2 separate regions of the Danio rerio genome follow, and region 1 is linked to region 2. Evidence: chromatin contacts called from public HiChIP or PLAC-seq data. All regions are on one chromosome and are shown on one strand. The core of a region is the stretch at or near the end of the contact, and the rest is flanking DNA. Distances in the headings are between cores, read along the strand shown.

What was found. HiChIP or PLAC-seq counts read pairs in DNA pulled down with a chosen protein or histone mark.
Region 1: an H3K4me3 HiChIP or PLAC-seq map of embryo shows a contact between it and region 2, with 3 times the contacts expected there. The contact joins the promoter of efnb1 here to the enhancer-like site in region 2. A contact is called at or near these places in 8 of 18 Hi-C or Micro-C datasets (caudal fin, embryo, fibroblasts and 2 more) and 3 of 4 datasets of contacts at active chromatin or transcription factors (caudal fin, embryo and gastrula embryo).

What each region holds. Positions count from the first base shown.
Region 1 is chr5:37,224,466-37,231,213 of GRCz12tu, forward strand. It overlaps efnb1 (ephrin-B1), which reads right to left and starts at 3,191. Exons shown (of 5, transcript NM_131805.1): 1 at 3,073-3,191. The coding sequence starts at 3,191. It overlaps LOC103911089 (a long non-coding RNA gene), which reads left to right and starts at 4,251. Exons shown (of 7, transcript XR_012406162.1): 1 at 4,251-4,314.
Region 2 is chr5:36,919,251-36,926,291 of GRCz12tu, forward strand. No RefSeq gene overlaps it. Among named protein-coding and RNA genes, the nearest start is that of efnb1, 300 kb to the right of the region's middle. Within about 2 kb of position 3,646, at least 41 of the 62 cell types and tissues checked have an H3K27ac peak or open chromatin away from gene starts, as enhancers often do.

The sequences.
Region 1 (6,748 bases), core at 1,941-4,440, 300 kb after region 2:
ATGTGCTGAAATTATATTAATTTGCTGCTAGAAGAATTTGATGACGTAACTGGGAAGCGAAGCGAGTCCTTATTTTGTTGTTTGTGTGTGCGTCTGATTGGGTGTATAGTGTGTGTGACACATTAAGGGAATAAAATATAACCTGGAATCTCTGCCTCAATGTGATAATTGTCCCAATGATTAGCTACTTTATTCTGTGTCTGTCGCTTTCTCTCTATTCCCAGCAGACTCCACTTCTCTTTTCTTCCCTCAAGGCAGAGGAAGGGAGGGGAGGGGTGTCACTTTTACATTTTTCTCAGTCCAAATTATAGCTGTGAACCATGCAGATAGGAACAGAATTATACATCTGAAACCAGCAGTAAGTCTGTGCGTGAGCGCGTATGTGTAGTTGTGTCTAGAAGTAATTAAATTTACATAATTGTGTCAACAGAATAAATCAGTGAAGCTCTTGTTCCACCAAATGTTTCTTCCAGAGAAAACGCAGCGGTAGCTTTAGCGTTCAGTAAACTTTGCATTTTGCTGATATAAATATCAGAGTGCTGAGGGGTGGAGAACGCAGACAGAGTTATTTTTTTTCTTCTAATTTTACAGTCCTTCAATTATATTTCGCATTCAGTCTGAGAGAAGTCCGACCTAAGACACAAATGGCACATTATTATGGGAACGAGAGAGATATGTGTGTGTGTGTGTGTGTGTGTGTGTGTGTGTGTGTGTGTGTGTGTGTGTTACTACTGAGAGTCTGGTAAGAGGTTTAAAGGGTGACTTAGTGGTGGTGGACGCTCCCATATGTCCGCTACAGAGAGTGTGTTTGCCCAAGGCCCATATGTCTTTATGAGAGTGCTTAAGATAATCTTTGAGTTCAATGATTAATTCATCCACACAACTTATGTATATGTAGTTACTGTGCTGATTTGTAATGATATGTAGGATTGAGATATGCAGACATGTCTCTTGTAAAACATTCACCATCAGTTACATCCAATTCCAATATTTTCTTCCTATAAACTTAACACACTTTATTATATATTTGCTTCATATTTGAGAGGATCTCTGAACCTGTGACTTAGTAAAACACACAAGCTTGTGCACAGGTGCATACACACATTCTGTGAGCAAATAAACATTAACTAGTTAAAACAACATGCAGCAACTGTGGTAAAACAGACCAGGCCGGTTCGAGCATCTGCTGTGCCGTGGAGCTCAAAGCTGCTTCAACGAGTAAAACAATCCACACACAGAGGGGCTCCGGCGACTGAGCTGAAGTTTTCTTCTCGCAGGACAAGAAGCTCAGATGTTGTTGGTTTTTAAGATCTCGTTAAGTGGTTAATCTCTGATATTAATATTGATTATTTTTGTATTATTATTTATTAACTCAATTATTTTTATATACTCCCATGTGCTTGCATGTCGCAAACAAATAGGCTACATATTTTATTCAGAGTTTGTTTTAAACTTGCAAATTGTAAATAGATAAATAAAGGAGAACTTTTAATATAATATATAAATTAGGGAGCAGTGTTTGAAAATTTTAGGTTACGAAAAGTTTAGTTTAACTATTTTAGTTTATAAGTTTTTGAAATATAGTTTAAGTTGGCCTACAGGCTTAAATATCTTCAAATTTGATTTATTTGATTTTTAAGTCGTACATAACATTTATGTTTGAGTGTAAATAAACAAAATACTTGTTAATCATTAATTATGTAGTAATTACATAATTTTTTTAAAGTTTTACCCAGACAGATGACTGTTTTTCCACGTCCTCCTTCTTTACTCAGTTTACGCATGAGAACAGTAAAAATGGAAAAACAAAAACAACATAAATTTATGCTCATTCGCAATTTACGGTGCGGTTTTACATTTAAAGGCACAATTTATGTTTACGCGTCGCCCCTCGGGTTCTCACATGCTAAAGTTTTCGAGTTTTTCGTACATTTTTTTACAAGCCCAGCCGAGAGACTCCTTAATTAAAATATTCCCCCCGAGATGAAAAACACATGTGCACTATTCCTGTCCCCCTGTTTACGCTCATAACTCAGCGGCTGTGTCTCAAACCCTTTGGAGCTGCCAAGCAAGAAGTCCCCAAAATGCAATTTGGATGCCCCAAATATGTTGTCAGGGTAGGCAGTTCATTAGGTTTTGAGACAGAGCCAGTGTCCCACACAAAAGAACAAAACAAACCCATCACATTAATCAACTAACAAGTCTAAATAATAATAACTCTTTTGGATCATATATAAATCACTAAGCTTGGCTACATATGAGAGTACACCTACATAACTTTTTTTAGCAAAAGCAACTCAAACAAAAAACATTCTTTATGATTCTGTTGAGTCAAGCTTGTGGCGTCTCCAGCCATTATTCAGGTTAAGTAAACATGTTGGACGCTCCCTTGAACGTTTTATGAGCAGCAATCAGGGAGATTTTATGAGCGTCTAGGAAACTCCTGCTTAAAAACCTATTAACTCTCTCGACACAACTCTGATTTGATCAATATGACAGACGCGAAGAGCCACCGGGCCGCCGGGATTAGGGCAGGCCGGTGGCGGAAAGTCAGCTCGTCTCTCATGGGAAAAGAGGAAAAGATGGACTAGCCGAGAATAATGAGAGAAAGAGTTTTCCTGCTAACCACAACAACACTAGACAGTAGCAGATTTATTTATTTCTCAATTCTTTTTAGAAGTCTCTAATGAAGGCCCGCGTCAAGGCCACACGCTACATTTATATTACGGAGAAGCCAAGACATTTACATTTCGATGTTTCCAATAAACATTTAACGAAGTTTAAGTAGCATAGCATTGCGGTCGATTTGACTAAGGGTTTTGCGAGTCGACGAGCAGCAGCGGTGGAGTCTCCTATATGACAGCTGTGCGTTATGTGTGATATATCCCGGGAGAGCGCGCGCCTGCACGGTCACTTCAGACTCGAGCTTCATGTCATCACGCCGGACAGCGAGTAACGGCACTTTCAGGTCAACTACTCAAACTGTGTGTCAATTTCACAAGCGCTCCAAGTCAAATCTAAGACCGTAGGCTACATTTCTAGAGGACTTTAAACGCGAGCTCGTGCACTTACTTGGGATTTTGCGAATTCCACACGACCGACTCCAGTGATTTGGCTGCGGGTAACGCGTATCTGCACATGGCTGTCAGAATCCAGAGGTAATATTTCCACGAGCCGTCACTTCCAGCCATCGTATACGGTTCTCGGAGAGACACAAAGACAGCAAGAAGATAAGATCCTTTCGGTCGACCGTACTCCGGGTTGCCGAACCACATGCAACAGAGCGGGTTATGCGTCCAGGCGAAGGGGCTCCATGGGGCTCAACTTCCAAATCCAATGTTTCAAGCGTTGCCTGGATGATATAAAAAGGTGTCGCACGTTTCACAAGTGGCTTCTGGGCCAACGCTTCTCTTATAACCAAAATCGCTGCTACCTTGCACTCAGGTAGACACCAACGCGTGACTGTTTTATTGTACTCATCTATTAGTTGAGCTATAGCCTTACAAAAGGTCAAATCACGCCAGATAGGGGGTGGGTGACATGCACACAGGTATAAGAACCATCAATCCCGTGTTGGGGTTCGGGTTGGTGCTCAGATCCGGTCCTGATCATGTGTCAGATTCAAAATTAGACTCCTTTCAGATTTGATCCCAGATCATTACGGTGCGTATATGCAACAGTTTTGTTTTGTTTGTTTGTTTGTTTTTTTTGTCCGAAATTTACCGACCTATATCCATGTTCAAAGTAGCCAGGAACAAATCTCAACTGTCAGTCACAGGACTGCCAAAAATATCTGTCCAGTTCCATTGGGATTTTCTTTCCAAAAGAAGATGTAAAAAGTAAACTCCCGAGTTGTGCGGCTTCTTCTATTGTATGATCTGGCGTTTTCAGTCCATGCTGATAGAAGGGGTATCAGCTACTGTCCGCTCCAGGCTCGCGTGATGAAAGGTGCACACACACAGTTTCGTCTCAAGCACATAAACAGATGGGAAACTCCAGCAGTTCGGTGCTTCCTCTGCGAGTTAAATGACGCGTCTTTTAGCCTTGGATCTTGTTTAGAGTTTTTCGGAGCTCAACCGTGGATCCGGTGCGTCCGCAGTCAGTCCCGCACACCGTTCACAACGCAGTGGCTTGTGATCCATCACATCCACTCCCACCGAGCCGCTAAGCCCCGCCCCAATTCCAAAATCAACCAATCAACGCGCACGTTTAGTGCGACGTCGCAACACGGTGTCCCTGCCTGTACATCCAGTTTCAGAGTTGATCTGCGAGATTGATGTACAAAACATATAGCGAGTCTTGACATTTTTAAAGGTAAGTTCCTTAAAAGTGTTTGAGTTTAAAATACCAACTGTCTTCTTTCTGCAGATCAACTGTCTGTTTTTGTTAAGATGGCTGTAACTATGGTTACTCCAGTAAACCACGTTGGTTCAAGTATATCGCTTTAGTTTGCATGTTTTCGCCAGGATATGTGCTTCTGGACTCATTTATTATATATAAGTCTATTTAATATTCACAGCAGTTCACGGCTTACAGCTGAAAAACACAGGTCTCTACACTATAAGCGTTTAATAACAGATTTAGAATCATTATCCCAAAGACATCCAAGAGAGTGACACTAATGATATTTGATGGTCAAACAAAGATAACGCTAATCCTTTCAGTAGCCAATACCGCCCCCTATCGGCGTTAAAAATCTGTTATTAAATGTTAAACCAAATGATTTAGTTTTAGGGGCTTTTATGTCCATTAAAACATTATTAGAATAATAATAAACGTGTAATAAAATATGAAGTGACTCTGAAAGAAGCTGGTTTATATATTTTTTATCCCCTCTTATCTACAGGCAAACTGAATTCAAGTAACGTTTATGACTAATCTTTGCGTCCACTTCCTTTTATAAAATGTAATTCTGTATGACATATGGTGTCTTGTCAGTCTGCTCTTCAACCAGTCAGTTTGTGTGTTTGTGTGTGTGTGTGTGTGTGTGTGTGTGTGTGTGTGTGTGTGTGTGTGTGTGTGTGTGTGTGTGTGTGTGTGTGTGGTTCTTCATAGAGCCATATGTCTTGAGGAGGCTTGGTCCTCCGGCGTGTGTTTAGATAACATGAGTGTGGTGGAGCTTTTACTCTTTGAGCTCTTGTGTGTGTGAAATGTCAGTTTATTCATTACCCACATTTAGATCAGGTCTGAAAGGCCAGCCACCCATTTAGAAGTGATATATACACAGTCATGTTATCTGTTTATGGCTGCACGTCATCAGCTCTGGCTCTGAATTTTCAGTAATAGGCAGGTTTTGGTGTTTTCTGTTCATGCTACAGTTTTCTGTGGAATGTTTACATGTCCTTTTGCATAAGGACAAATGTCTGACCTTTTCCTATTTTCCTCAGAGCTAAATATAGCCCTAACCTTAACCTGATTATTACAAAGACATTTCAGCTTGTCCTTTTTTTCCCTTTTTTATCCTATTTTTTTTTAAACATGATTTTTGTGTATCAGAGATGATCAAATGTTTAGTACTGCTAAACCCGAGCTGCAAATGTTTGTTGCAACTAGCTCAGAGAAAGCATAACCACACAAACTCCCAAGAAGAAATTACCGGAGTGCATTTGTCAGCAGTTATTCACTAAAATGGCCACACTGCGGTCTACACACAGTTACTAATAAACCTAAAGCACACATTGACGCCCTCACCCACACATAAGCACGTTGAATTTGTGTAAAACATTTATAAAAACACAGACATGCCTACACAAATAGCATATAAACTACAATTAAAATGTATATTTGTAAAATATTTGTAACAATGTATAACAATGATTATATAAAAAAACGCTAGCCATATTGTAAGTTATTGCTACAACACTTAAATAAATAAATACATTTCAAACGAGTATTTATTATTTTTTAGCAGAATAGAAGATGTGAAATTATATATAGAGAGAGATTTTTGATGTGTCATTCATTCCACCAATGGCAAATTTGAATTTGAGTAATGCTTATTTGGTGCTTAAGAAACTATTTTATTGTTATAAATGTTGACAACAGCTATGCTGCTTTTTGTAGTTGTTGTGGAAATAGGGTTTATGTTTAAATTTACCTAATTTACTTGAAATAGAAATATTGTTGACATTATAATGATCTTATTATCATTCATAAAGCTACATTCACACTAATACATTTACATGACTACTTTAAATGTACTTTGTACATTTAAGTGTACATTGAAAGTTGAGTACTTTAACTAAAGCTCATTATTGTTACCTATTAGCTCATTACTATACCTAGATATAAACTATATTTACTTTGTTTTTTAAACCAATATGTTCGATTAATTAAATATCATCTTTTTGGTAAATTACATGCATAGATATAAGTATTAGGCATGGGCTGGTATAAGATTCTGACGGTATGATAAACTTGGATAAAAACATCACGGTTTCATGGTATTGTGATTATTGCTCTAAAATATGTCCTTTTTAAATGTTTAGGTAAAAAATACTAAAACCTTTTTTTTCCATTTGAACACAATATATTTTATTTTGAGAAATATTTATAATTTTTTGGAGCAGTAAACATGTCAGGCTAAATAATTCAAATCAATCATTGACTTCTGCTGTCTCCATTAGTTTCAAAACACACATTTCTTTGCAATTTAAAACAACATATTTGGAGATCTTTTCTGCTGCTGATAATGGTGTCCTAAAAAAACAAACTTTTTAAAAAATCTTACAAATACAATAGGAACAAT
Region 2 (7,041 bases), core at 2,396-4,895:
GTCAGATAAGCTGTAACTGATCTGAACATGTTACATTGATATTACTGAGAGGTTGGAGGGGTTAGATGGTGTTCGTATTACAGTGATGGTTTTGTGCATCAGTATATTCTGTCCGATACTCATAACCTAATATTTTTTATATGTCATTCATTTATTCATTCATTTTCTTTTTGGCTTAGTCCCTTTATTAATCAGGGGTCGCCACAACGGAATGAACCGCCAACTTATCCTGCATATGTTTTACGCAGCGGATGCCCTTCCAGCTGCAACCCAACTCCTAGAAATACCCATACACTCGTACATTCACACATACACTACGGCCAATTTAGCTTACTGAATTCACCTATAGCACATGTCTTAATACTGTGTGGGTAACCGGTGGAAACCTATGCTAACACAGCGAGAACATGCAAACTCCATACAGAAATGCCAATTTACCCAGCTAGGGTTTGAACCAGCCACCTTCTTGCTGTGGGATGATCACGCTACTCTCTTCGCCACTGTGCTGCCTTCTATATGTCATTTTATGTTAATTAAAAAATATTTTATTAGTCCAAATAACTAAAAATACAGGGTGACACGGTGGCTCAGTGGTTAGCACTGTTTCCTCACAGCAAGGTTGCTGGTTCTAGTCCTAGCTGGCCCAGTTGGCATTTCTGTGTGTATTTTGCATGTTCTCCCCTTGTTGGTGTGGGTTTTCTACGGGTGTTCCAATTTCTTCAACCGGCCGAAGATGTGATAAAGGTGAAGTAAATGAATAGATAAAGTAAATTGGCCATAGTATATGAGTGTGTATGTAAATGAGCATGTATGGGTGTCTCCCAGTGCTGAGTTGCTGCTGGACAGGCATCCACTGCATAAAAAATATGCTGGAATAGTTGGCAGTTCATTCCGCTGTGGTGAGAGCTGAAATAGAGACTAAGCTGAATAAATGAAGGAACTTAAAATACACAATACATAACTAAATTGAAAGAAATATTTTAAATGTCACAATAATATCAGCATCACATCGTTATATTCAGTATGAAAACTAATTCTGTATTGCTTTTTTCATCCAAAAAATTGCTCATTTTAATTTGTTTAATGGTTCGTTATTACAATAATATTAACAAATCTTGTTTATTAACATATAATTATATATGTATACAATGATAATATGTTATTACCAGTGATCATTGCTGCTGTTGTTGTACACTAAAAAATAAAAGGTTCTCTATTGGCTTTGATAGTTCCATAAAGAAGCTTTAAAGGGCACCTCTTTTAACTGCATTTTCACGATTTAATATAAGACTTTTGTGTCTTCACATCAGATTGTGTCTGTAGAATTTCAGCTCAAAACAACCATCAGATTATTTATTATACCTATTAGCATATTTAAAATTTTCACCCACTTTTCCCACATGTCATACAGAGTGTGCACTTGCTGCGTCAGATAAACAGCACAGTGACAGACATGAAGGAAGCACATCTCACATAACGCTTGTGACAAATACTACAGTAAGAACTTTCCCAATTATTATTTGATGTGGAGTTATTTTAAGGCTTTCTGTGATGATAAGGTACACACAATGCCGTTACAAAGTTTGTGCGCGCACACACACACACACACACACACACACAGACAGCGGACACACAGTGCGCACATTGTACTTTGCACTGTTCTTGCATTGCAAATGTGACTGGATACACAATAATATCCACTGCTGTATGGATCTCCTTTATGTTATTGTACAAAATAAACCTGAATTAACGTCCACAAACCGGGATTAAAGTGCCTTCTTTTCTAATTGTACTTGTAAAACTCATTCTTGACCACATTTGATGATGATTAATGATCACAGCGAGCTGAACAGATCCTTTAATCCTGGTTGCTTTGCACACGTCCTGTCTTGTGCATATGTTCATACAAGTCACTACCGAGACATGTTAATACGCGGCTGTCAATCAATTTCGTGGGTGGGGAAACTGTACTCCTACATGTTGCAGTGGACCTCAAACTGGGAGGGATTTAGATCCTATTTTAACGTCAGAACATTTTTAAAAAGAGACTTATTGGCTTTATATCACCCACTATGACTATGGACACACAATTAATACCTACACATAGTTCTGTCCAAACGGCTTACAAAAGATTTTCACTATAGGTGCCCTTTAACAACCAAAGAATCTTTCATTTTGGTGTGAAACAGCATTATAGGTAATTAGGGTTGTTTACATTTAAGAAGTTAATATTTTAAGAACTGTTCAATGAAGATTCATTTTGGAATCCAAAATGGTCCTTTTATAGATTTTAAAGAGTGTATTACTGCTTTGTGTGTTTTGTGTGCGTGTGTGTGTGTGTGTGTGTTGAATGACCCCTCAACTTGAGAAAACATTCAATTAGATTTACAAAATTCCAGCGTTAATAAAGGAGAATCTGACATTCAGAGAGCCGCCCACCCTTCTCCCTTTCTCACTTCTCCACTCCTACTCTCAGTATTGTGTGCACTAATAATAGGCATTAAAATGAGTTTCTGATGCCTGTCTTCCAAATGCCACGCTGGGGATGAGCGATCGTTCAACAGAAACGATTAGATAATTACACCATCCTCTCGCTGTGTGACTTCACACACACACACACACATATTGATCTTCTGAATGATCACCGTACAGTAAATAAACTTCAGCTTCTCAGTGGCTTCACCCTTAAGTGATGATGACACTGCATTGTCTTAACATTCATCATTTGAGATTTCGAAAGGATAATTGTTAAAGGAGCACTCTCTTATCTGTTGCAGAGCAGTGGCATGTGCATTTTTAATGTTGAAAGGAACCATTAGGGGGCAGTGCACGTATGTTTCAAAGTGATAATGGGCTGAAGTGGTCCTCTGGTTAAAACTTATCTGTCAATATTTGCACTTCACAGGACATGCAGACACAAAGGCAAACATAAAAAAAAAACTATATGTTAATAAGCGCCAGTGTAATCTGTAAGCAAATTGTTGTTATTGTTAAAGAGGAAGTTCATCCAAAAATGAAAATTTACTCACCACCCAACAGTTTCAAGCCGGTGTGAGTATCTTTGTTTTGATGTAGAGAAGATATTTTGAGGAACATGGTCAGCCCACTTCAATACATAACTTCAGAACATAACATTTTTTGGTGACCAACATTCTTCAAAAGATCTTTTTTGTTTTTGTAAAAGTTTGAAACAACTTTATGGTGTGTATATTTAAATTTTTGGGGTGAACTGTCCCTTTAAGGCCTGGATTTTGATAACATAATTTTGTTCCTTCAGCAATTTGTAGGTTTGTTTGTGAAAGCTTGTTTGCTGCATGTTTTGATTTGAATTCCTGTTTGTTTTGTCTGGTTCAAAGTGAAGCTAGTTTGACCTATTGCGGTTCTACTCCACTTTGGAAAGCGGAGGTCAATCTGCATTTTCAGTATGATGTCAGGCAAGTCTGGAGTTAAACTCCATTCTCCCGCTCGGTCCTCCCAGTGTGTGCCCCCCCTTCTCTCTCTAGGTTGCGCCGTCAGCCCTTTTGTTCCAGTCTCATTGTAATGCGTTGGTGTGGAAACGATGCTTTCTGACACCTGGCCCACATGAGCCAGGCCCAGTGAAACAGACCTCATCACCACCAATCAGATCAGCTCTCCCACAAATCACAACCAATCAGATCACTAGCCTCGCAGACACAGCCGACGCCACAGCGACCGCCGACCTACTTGTGCTCTTAAAGGGACAATACGCTCTCATCTACAAAGCCCTGCACCCACCAGCACACACGGCTGTTTAGCGACTCCTTCATCTGCAAATGATGTACTTTTATCTGTTGATTGTCTGAACGGAGTTTGCACAAAAAGAATCCATATTTTCAATTTAAAACTCATTTCCAAAATATTTAGGTCTCTAAAACTCGAAACAGATCATGGACTAAGAATCCAAGTGTCATAATTGGTTGAGAGATTCGTTGTTTAAATGGAGAATCAGTCCATTGTCCTCATCTTTTTATTACTTAATTTATAGAAAATATCAAGTACAAAAAGTAATCAAAACTTTAATATATAGTAATAACATAATGATTAATTAGATTCTTTGAGCACTATAGGAATAGTAAAATTATTTTTCACATATATAAAGTTGGTCACACTTTACAATAAGATTTCATTACTTAATGTATTTGGTGATATGAACTAATCATGAACAATACAAAAAAATAAAAATAAAACTGGGCACAAAGTAACACTTTTTGGTTTTGGCCAAATAATGAACAAAGTAATGGGCTTAGACAAACCATTTTTTCCCCAACAACACACAAGCCACTTCAATAAATGGTTTCTGTGCAGTATTGCCAAAAGTGCCAGGAATAAAAATGTTACTGTTTACCCCACCTGTGGGGCAAGATGCAACAGACAGAGGGTTAGTTGTAACACATTACAAAATTCATTAAATCATTTTTTATCTTATAAAGCACAGCATGTTTATTTATTTATCTATTGGATAAACACATTTGGATTTATTTGCATTATTATCCATTATTATACAATGCATTTATTTGCATTATTAGTAATAACATTTATATTTTCTATTAAAAAATATATTTTATTAAAATACATTTTTAACATAAAAGGAATTCAATATTACACTCAAAATTCAACAATTATTTTGTTGTTTAATTGGTGTCCAACAATGTGTGACTTATTTGTAACACCATGTTACAACTAACCTGCGGTGACCTTTTTTTCTTTAAAACTGGCTAGCATTCAGTGTTTTTTTTCTATTTATTTTTTTTTACATCTTTTAAAACGGTTAAATTTTTTAGCCAAGAAGACGGTAACTACAACAATATACAATTTCATTTACATACTTTCACAGATTTAAATTTTTTTCCCCAACTATTTTAATAATTGGCAGGAAAACATTTGCTGACACTGTGGTCAAAACCTCAAAAGCACGCCATGGTTAACCCTGAGCAAATCCCTTAAAACTCTGCATTACGTTTTACCCTGCGTTACTTTGTGGCCCACAGCATTTATAAATGCCTTATCCAAAATCCAAATTTATACCTGTTAACATTAGTTAATGTACTGTAAATTAACATGAACAAACAATGAACAACTGTATTTTTATTAAATGTTAACATTAACTCTAGTTTAGGTCACGATTCATGCTATTATAATTATTATATTAATACTACTGGCTTATTACCTGCCTAATATTAAGATACTAACTGTTCATTACAAGTTATATAAAGTCTGATCTTATTTTGCATCCCTAAACCCAACTACTACCCTAACTATTAAATGATTACTTAATAGTATCAAGAGTTCACACTTAGCTGATGATTGATTATAAAGCTTGTTTTTCCCAGGAGAGAGCCCTGAGCTCATAAGATCCTCGAGCCCGGGGCTCCCTCCAGTTTGTAAGGCTAGAGGAGAGTTTGAGCTCAGGTAGATCTCAAGAACTTCCCTGCTGTAGTAGCTAATGAACAGATAGTGATTGCTCTTAAGAGATAACTACTTACTAGGTGCATGTCTATGGTGCCTATTTGAATTAGTCAATTAACTGAAGTTGCATGTTTTTGGACAGGGTAAACTCACGTGAGCATGGGGAAAACGTATAAACTCCGCACAGAAATATTGGCTGACTTGGTAAAGACTAAAATTATTGACGTTCTTGCTGTGAGGCAACAGTGCTAACCACTGGGCCACCGTGCCACCCATCTAGGAAAGGAGGAGAAGTAGGGGTGGAAGGGGGGATTCTTCAAAACGAAGATGGCTGTCATATGGAACTTAGGGTATTTATAGTGGCTTAGGAATCGTCTGATTGGTGAATCATGAATTGAATAATGCAGGACCAGCCACAAGCAGTCATAAGAAAGTGATCCTCTCGAAATTATTTTATAAATAAACTTCACTTATTAAGCTAGTAGTGTTAGTTAATGGTTTGTGACCTAAACTAAAGTGATATCACATTAAATAACATGAACAAATACTGTACTGAATGCATTGTTTGTTGTTTGTTCATGCTTTTAAATGCATTAACTAATACAACCTTATTTTAAAGTGTTACCATAACATTTATATTTCTATTATTTCAAGTGTAAAACTCTATTGAACATGTCTGGATATTGTGTGTGAGTGGCAATGTGTTTCGACACATCGTGGTCTCCAGTGATGATTTTTCAGCGTTAAAAAACATGTGAAACTGGTGCTGCATTAAAAGGCACACCGGAGAGTTCAACCCGCCACCACTTTTTGCAGCTTTTTTCACACCTCCCTTCCTCCCTTTGTGTGCTTTTTTTATGTCGATATGAAAAATAGATGAGAAAACCGGCAACGGTGCATATTTCTGTGTGCTTTTAGTGACATTTAAATGCTCCAACTTTTTCTCAGGAGAAGCCGCTGTACACTTTTGTGGCATATTACATTGCCGTCTAACATATTTCGTCCTGTAGCTTTTTGATGCTTCAAGACCCCCACTCTTCCTTTATCAGATCCTCACAGGCCATTAATGCTCTCACAAAGCACAAACACAAGAGCACAGTCCTTAGAGGAATGCACCACATGTATTACCTGTGCTGAATATTAAGTGTGAATTTAAGTTTCCTCATCGGAGCCGAGGAGGTGGCACGGTTTAGAGTGTAAATGTTTCATTTCAGGATTTTATAGTCTGACGGATGAAAATATTTATGAGTGTGTGTGTTTATTATAGTGTGATACAGCTAGGTGTATGTGTGAATCGATACAAAGTAAGCAAATTTGAATTATATATCTGGGATTGTTTTTAAAAGCTGTAAAATCGCTGTCTGACAATCCATAACACAACTCCTAATGGTCCCAGTGCTAATGTATTGACTGCTGAATTGACTGTTTTGTGCATGCGCATGTGTGTGTAAGAAAGAGAGGGTTTGTTGCTGTGGGGGGAACAAAAGATGTCCCTTAGATCTCTTATGTAATTCAATACATTCGGTTCAGATAGAGTTTCAGCTGATCCATATCTGTCTGTCCTCTCACAGTGAGTGGTTTGTACGCGCACATCTGAACATCATTTCTCTCTGT